Linked DNA regions of Capra hircus: region 2 is linked to region 1. The links are chromatin contacts, called in public Hi-C maps. All regions are on one chromosome and are shown on one strand. Each heading gives the region's core, a stretch centred on a gene start, on an enhancer-like site or on the middle of the called end of the contact. The rest is flanking DNA. Distances are from core to core; before and after follow the strand shown.

Evidence for each region. Hi-C and Micro-C count contacts between places; a contact is called where the count stands out from the background.
Region 2: a Hi-C map of blood shows a contact between it and region 1, with 4 times the contacts expected there. The contact joins the enhancer-like site here to the promoter of AAMP in region 1. A contact is called at or near these places in 3 of 5 Hi-C or Micro-C datasets (blood and liver).

Annotation. Positions count from the first base shown.
Region 1 is chr2:29,501,961-29,505,514 of ARS1.2, forward strand. AAMP (angio-associated migratory cell protein) reads left to right here and starts at 1,895. Exons shown (of 11, transcript XM_018059525.1): 1 at 1,895-2,133; 2 at 2,601-2,756; 3 at 3,421-3,540. The coding sequence starts at 2,013. PNKD (probable hydrolase PNKD) reads right to left here and starts at 1,616. Exons shown (of 10, transcript XM_005676534.3): 1 at 1,497-1,616; 2 at 576-744. The coding sequence starts at 1,563.
Region 2 is chr2:29,572,368-29,575,625 of ARS1.2, forward strand. No RefSeq gene overlaps it. Among named protein-coding and RNA genes, the nearest start is that of CXCR1, 9.8 kb to the right of the region's middle. Within about 2 kb of position 1,919, at least 1 of the 5 cell types and tissues checked has an H3K27ac peak or open chromatin away from gene starts, as enhancers often do.

The sequences.
Region 1 (3,554 bases), core at 645-3,144:
CATAGACGGCAGCCCACCAGGCTCCTCCCTCTCTGGGATTCTTCAGGCAAGAACACTGGAGTGGGTTGCCATTTCCTTCTCCAATGCATAAAAGTGAAAAGTGAAAGTGAAGTCGCTCAGTCGTGTCCGACTCCTAGTGACCCCATGGACTGCAGCCTACCAGACTCCTCCATCCATGGGATTTGCCAGGCAAAAGTACTGGAGTGCGTTGCCATTGCATTCTCTGACTTGTAGGTGCTACTACTGTATAACTAACATAATCTTGCATGATCTCAATTAAAACCTCAACTGGGTCCTGCCCCAAGCTCCCAAAAGAGAGGATGAGGCCATAGACCCAAATCTGAATCAGATTAGCTCAGCTCAGTGCACAGAAAACCCACTCTCTCTCCAGTTTCACAGACTTTGTCACCTCCCTCCCCTACTCCAGTCCTCTGAGATTCCAGTCCTCGCACCCAGCCATTCTGTCCTGGCAACCCTGGATTCAGTTCATCACCTGAAACTTGGAGAAGTTTCTGGGTCCCACCCGCCCCTGGTGCCTCTCCCCATTGGTGGGCAAAGAGTTAGTTAAAACTTACCAGGCTAGTCCCACAGCTTTCATGGGGTTCTTGCCCCTCTTTCTGGGGATGTATTCCAGCTCAGGGGAGAGGGGCTCAGGCTCCTCCTTGCACTCTGGGGAGCTGTGGCTTTGCAGTGCCCGGCTCCTGTTCTGGGAAGCCTTGTTAGCAGTGGCTCCTGAGAGAATCCCTGCGAATGGAGGCAAGGAAGGTCAGTTAAGAGAAGAGAAGAAAGCCTAGGGAGGACTGGTTGAGATCTGAGGAAGGGGAGTGACTGCAATTTGGAGTAACAGGTGCCTGACAGAGTCCAGAGGGAAATGGGAAAATCGCCATCGAGGTGGCACCTTTGAAAGCCGCTTCCACGTCACTGCAGGCTCATCACCCTAGTGCCGGGAGAGCGAGCTTCGCTGCTCTTCATCTCCTCAGACCTCAGGATGTGAAGGGACTGCAGTGGGGCTCGCGTGAGACGTGTGAAAGAAAATCCGAGAAATGGCTTGCAAACTGCAGAATGTTAGCACTGGAGGGGGAGCTTAAAGGTAGTCTACTCCGTCCCCTCATTTTATAGAAGAGGAAACTGAAGCCCCAAGAGACGAACTGCTTCGCCCAAGGTCAAACTGCTAATTATCCAGGGCTAGAACCCAAGCCTCCGGAAGCCCAGGGCCCTTTTCCTCTGCACTGCGGTGAGTGTGAAACACCTGGAGCGCGGGGGTCTAAAAGGCTTCCTTGAGGCTCCCTTTCCGTGCAAGACCCCAGACGTGTCGTAGGCTGAGGGATGGACTGGTTGACTTTTAAAGAGCACCTTTTAGCCCTCAGACTCTTTAAAATCCTGCAGAGGGATGCGGGCAGCAATCGACAGCCCTGAACTCCTGCTACAGCTTAGCGGGATGTGAAAAAAAAGGGTATCCCCTCCAGTCCTGCCCTCCCCAGGGTCCCTCTTCTTACCCCGGAGAACGCGGGCATTTCTCGCCCCTCGGCCCTTCAGCGCCGTAGCAGCTACCACCGCCGCCATGTTCAGATCCCACCCCCCCTTCACCGCAGTCCCCGCTGGGAATTGTAGTTTGCGTAAGGGGCCTCCCCCGCTGTATCCGTCCGGCCTACAGATCAGAAACTACAACTCCCAGAAGCCCAAGCAGCGGACCCAAGAGAACTACTCTTCCCAGGAGAGCCCGGAAGCGCGCACACTCGCTTGTTTCCCTCCTGTTGGGGGCGGAGTCAGGTCGGGCCGAGTTTGGGTTCTCCTCGCCGCGCCTCGGCCTCGTCTCCCGCTTCTGCCCTGTGATTGGTGACTCAGCCTGTCCACCCCTTTCGCTATTGGTCAAGAGGCCGTCGCTCTCCCTGCCGGGGAGTCGCCTACGCCTACTTCCTCCCGGGAGGAGGGGCCCGAGTTCCGCGTCGTCGCGCAGAGCTGACTCTGGGAGGCGTTTGGGCCCAGAGAAGTGGGTCCGCCGCTTGCGCCGCATGGAGTCCGAATCGGAGAGCGGGGCCGCTGCTGACACCCCCCCGTTGGAGACTCTAAGCTTCCATGGTGACGAAGAGATTATCGAGGTGGTAGAACTGGACCCTGGTCCTCCGGACCCGGGTAAGAGCTGCGGATCCTCAGGCCATGGGACAAGAGGCTCTTACCCCTGGCCTTTGACCCCGGCTTTTCCCCCCTCTGCCCCCCACCCCACCCCACCTGTCATTCCTACTTACCTCCTTCGCCCTTCCCCTCTCCCCCAGCCCCACACTTAGTTCTCAGGCCTGGCCCGGGTGGGGGTTCCCCTGACGCCTCCCCTGGCCCTTCCCCTCACACACCCCCTTCCCATCATTCCTTCGGTCCTCCCTTCCCACACGGTCTCTGGCCAACCCCAGATCCTCAGAGCTCTCCGGTCCTCCGTTCCGCACGCCCCCTCCTCCCTGCCGCCTCTCACCCCCGCCCCGCTTCACCCCTTCTGTCTGACCTCACCTTGCCCTCTCGCCACATGACCACCCCAGCCTCGGGCCTCCCCACACTTGCCATCCCTCTTCCCGCCTGCCGCACACCGTCTGTTAACCCTCTCCCCAAAGCAGACGATCTGGTCCAGGAGATGGAAGATGTGGACTTCGAGGAAGAGGAAGAAGAAGAGGGCAATGAGGACGGCTGGGTCCTGGAACCCCAGGAAGGGGTGGTCGGCAGCATGGAGGGCCCCGACGACAGCGAGGTCACTTTTGCATTGCATTCTGGTAGGTCCCTGGGGAGAGCTGTCCTAAGTTCAGTCCAGGTGGACATTTGAACATCATCCGCTGTGTAGCGGTGGGAAAATGTTGCCTTTGTGGTGGAGGAGCTGTTGGCTCCTGGAGTCGGTTGAGACACACTTGGGTTCAAATCCTGTCTCTGCTATTTGGTTGTTTATGACCTTTATTGACGTCTCTGGGCTTTAGTTTCCTTTTAAAAAGTTGTCATTGATAAAAGTTCCTTTACTCTGAATTAGGGATAATAGTACCTTTTGGATCATCTTTTGGGTAAATCTCTTAAATATTAACTCTTGATAAGGAACCAGTAACACAGGCTTTCCTCACTCAGCCCCCAACCTGGTGGCATCCCACTCTGAGAATTGTAAGCCCTACACACATCCCCTTCTCTTGTCCACCACAGAAGTGAGGGGTGAAGGGAAGAGCGCAGGAGGGTGATGTGTCCTGGGGAGGGACTTAGAATTTGGCAAGTTTGGGGAGGGACTTCAACAACAACTGAATGCTTGAAACTTAGAAGAGCTTGGATGCACTCTTCTTTTCTAGGAAGAAAGACATGTTGCTTTAGGTGGAACGGGGTGGGCTCCCCAAAGGTCCTGAAGGACGGGACCTAGGTGGGATCCCCACTTCCTTACTCTTGGAATATCTCTTGGGACAGCATCAGTGTTCTGTGTGAGCCTGGACCCCAAGACCAACACCTTGGCAGTGACAGGAGGTGAAGACGACAAAGCCTTTGTGTGGAGGCTCAGTGATGGGGAACTGCTCTTTGAGTGTGCAGGTGAGGGGGCTCGG
Region 2 (3,258 bases), core at 669-3,168, 70 kb after region 1:
GAGCTTGGGGTGGCGGGCTGCATGTAAGAGAAAACGAGCCAGGCTGCATGAAAGACAGAAGTTCATTAGCACTTGCTAGAACCTTGTCTCATGAATATGTAAGAGAGTGCAATCGGGGAGGGAGGTCATTCTCCTTAAACTGGGATGTGGTGCTTGTTATGGGCTGAATAATGTCTGTATCCCTGCAAAATTCTTTTTTTCTTGGAAGAAAATCCCCAAATCCCTGTAATGGGGATCACTTCCTATGATTACATTTTAGTAGAAGTAGAAAAAAATAACAAAAGGAGGTTCCTAAGAAACCAGGAGGTCCTCCCCAGACCCAGAATCTGTCAGGACCATCAAAATTCGTGGGCTGAGGCTTCCTTGGTGGCTCAGTGGTAAAGAATCCGCCTCCCAATGCAGGAGACGTGGGTTCCATCCCCAGTCCGAGTGCCACAACTATTGAGCCTGCGCTCTAGGGCCTATGAACCTCAACTACTGAAGCCTGAGGGCCACCACAATAAACAAGCTTGAGCACCTCAACAAAGAGTAGCCCCTGCTCACCGCAGCTGGAGAAAGTCCGTGCAGCAACAAAGACCCAGCACAGCCAAACGTAAAAAAAATAAATTTATTTAAAAAAAAATTCACTGGCTGAAGCCCTGACTTCCAATGTGATGGTATTTGAGGGGTGGGAGGGAGTTAGGTTTTACACGAGGCCTCCGCATGGTGGGACTAGCGTCCTCATAAGGACAGGGAAGCCTGGTGTGCTGCAGTCCATGGGGTCGCAAAGGGTCGGCCACGACTGAGCGACTGAACTGAACTGAAGGAGAGGAAGAAGCCAGAGCTCTTTACCTCTCCGCACAGAAGGCAGTGGTCTGCAAGCCAGAAAGACAGCTCTCACAGAGAACCCATGCAACCAGCCCCCTGATCTCAGACTTCCAGTCTCCAAAACTGTGAGAAATAAATAATCTGTCGTTTAAACCACTGAGTCCACAGTATTTTGTGATGTAAGCCTGAGCTAACATAAATTTGGAGGACAAAAAAGTGAGCTGTAAGGAATCTGGGAAAGATTTCCAGTTCTCTGAAATATACCTTTTAATTGTCTTGCCAAGTGCATCCCAACGTGTTGTGTTTAAAAGTGTGAGTTCACACAGAGAGGCCGAGAACTGCTGGTGTGGAGGAAGGGTCTGCGGAAGAAGAGGGGTGGCCCCGGGGACAGGACTATTCATGAAGCCTGTGAGAAGTTGAGTGAGATACGACCAAATGGGTGATAAACTTCACCTGCTCATCCCAAGCAGCGCTGCCCCTCTGGGAGCTGCTAAACTCTCATCTGCATGCAATGGCACCCCACTCCATCACTGTTGCCTGGAGAATCCCATGGATGGAGGAGCCTGGTGGGCTGCAGTCCATGGTGTCCTAAAGAGTCGGACTCGACTGAGCGACTTCACTTTCACTTTTCACTTTCATGCATTGGAGAAGGAAATGGCAACCCACTCCAGTGTTCTTGCCTGGAGAATTGCAGGGACTGTGGAGCCTGGTGCGGTGCCCTCTGTGGGATCGCACAGAGTCGGACACGACTGAATCGACTTAGCAGCAGCAGCAGCAGCATCTGCATGCATGCTGTCACTTCAGTCATGTCCGACTCTTTGTGACCCGCCAAGTTCCTCTGTCCATGGGGATTCTCCAGGCAAGATTACGGGAGTAGGATTGCCATGCCCTCCTCCAGGGAATCTTCTTGATTCAGGGATCGAACCCGCATCTCTTCTGTCTCTCGCATTGGCAAACGGGGCTGTTAACCACTACAGCCACTTGGGAAGCCCCAAAACTCTCATCTGGGAGGACGTTAAGGGGACAATGAATATATGTGAAAAAGCTTGCACTCCTTAAAGGATGGTGTTCCGTTCTAGACGTTGATTGCCTAACCCGGCTTCCAGCGGGTATTTTTACCGCCTGCCCCGCCCCTCTCCACCTCGCCTGCCCTCCCTCTCCCTGTATTTGGTTTGATTTGAAGGTAATGCTTCCCTCTGGTGGATTGACCTCGCAACTACAGAGATCCTGGCCACCAGGAGTAGATTGTTTTTTCCTCTCCTGCAAGAGCTCAGGTGCTGTTAGCATTGCTAGGGGTCTCATGATTTCTGGTCCCATGGTGCGGTCACCTTTCCCTCCAGTGTAATTTCCCAGAGGCTAGAGGCGAGTTAAACAGAAGACAACCCCACTGTGGGTCTCCCAGTCTCTAGAAATATAATCCATATTTCTTTCCTTTTCTTTGGTCAACAACTTTTTATGGCACCCTAATGGCCAAGCTGTCTCCTAGGCACTTGGGATACAGTGATCAAAATAGATAACAATCACTGCCCCTGTGAGGCTTATGTTCTAGAGAGGAGAGAGAGACGATAAGTAATAGTGTCTATAGTAAACAAGTGGATTGTATAGTATTATGTTAGGAAGTGATAAGTGCTGTGGGGAGAGAAAAATGTGTAAAGTAAAGCAGGGAACATTTTCATATTGTTAGCCTGGCACTCACCATGTAGCCCCAGGCTTGTGATTATCTTTTGGGGAAAAAAGTCCAACAATAATAAACATTGCAATAAATGAATAAATAAATATGTCATCTCAAAAAAAAGTGGGGAAAGAGATACCCAGCAATGCTAGGGGAGATACAACTGTAAATAGGTGGATAGGGTGGGACCCAGTGAAAAGGCAGCAACCGAACAAACACTAAGGAGATGAGGGGTTACCTGGGGGACCATCTACACAAGACCATTCCTAGAAGCCTGAACAGCACAGGCAATGCCCCCAGACAGGAGCCAAGCCGAGAGGTCAGTGTGGTGGAGCAGAGCTCTAAGAGACAAAGGAGGATTCGATTAGAGGATGTTATGGACTGAATTGTGTCCCTTCCCCCCAAATTCATATATTGAAGTCCATTACATCAAAACAGGACATAATTTGGAAATAGAGTCCTTGTAGAGGTAATTAATTAAGACGCAGTCATTAGAGGGAGCTCTAGTCTAACAAACTGGTATCCTTATAAAAGGGAAATTTGGACACAAATGCATCAGGAGAACACCAATGTGAAGACGAAGGCAGAGACTGAAGTGGTGTTTCCACAACCAAGGAATGCCAACAACTGTTAGCACACCACCGGAAGCTGCGGGAGAGGCTGGGCACAGATTCTCCCTTGTAGCCCTCGGAAGGAAGCAGCTCTGCTCACACCCTAATCTTGGGTTTCCAGCCTCAAGAACTGTGAGAAAATGCTTTTCTTTTGGTTAATCCTCCCAG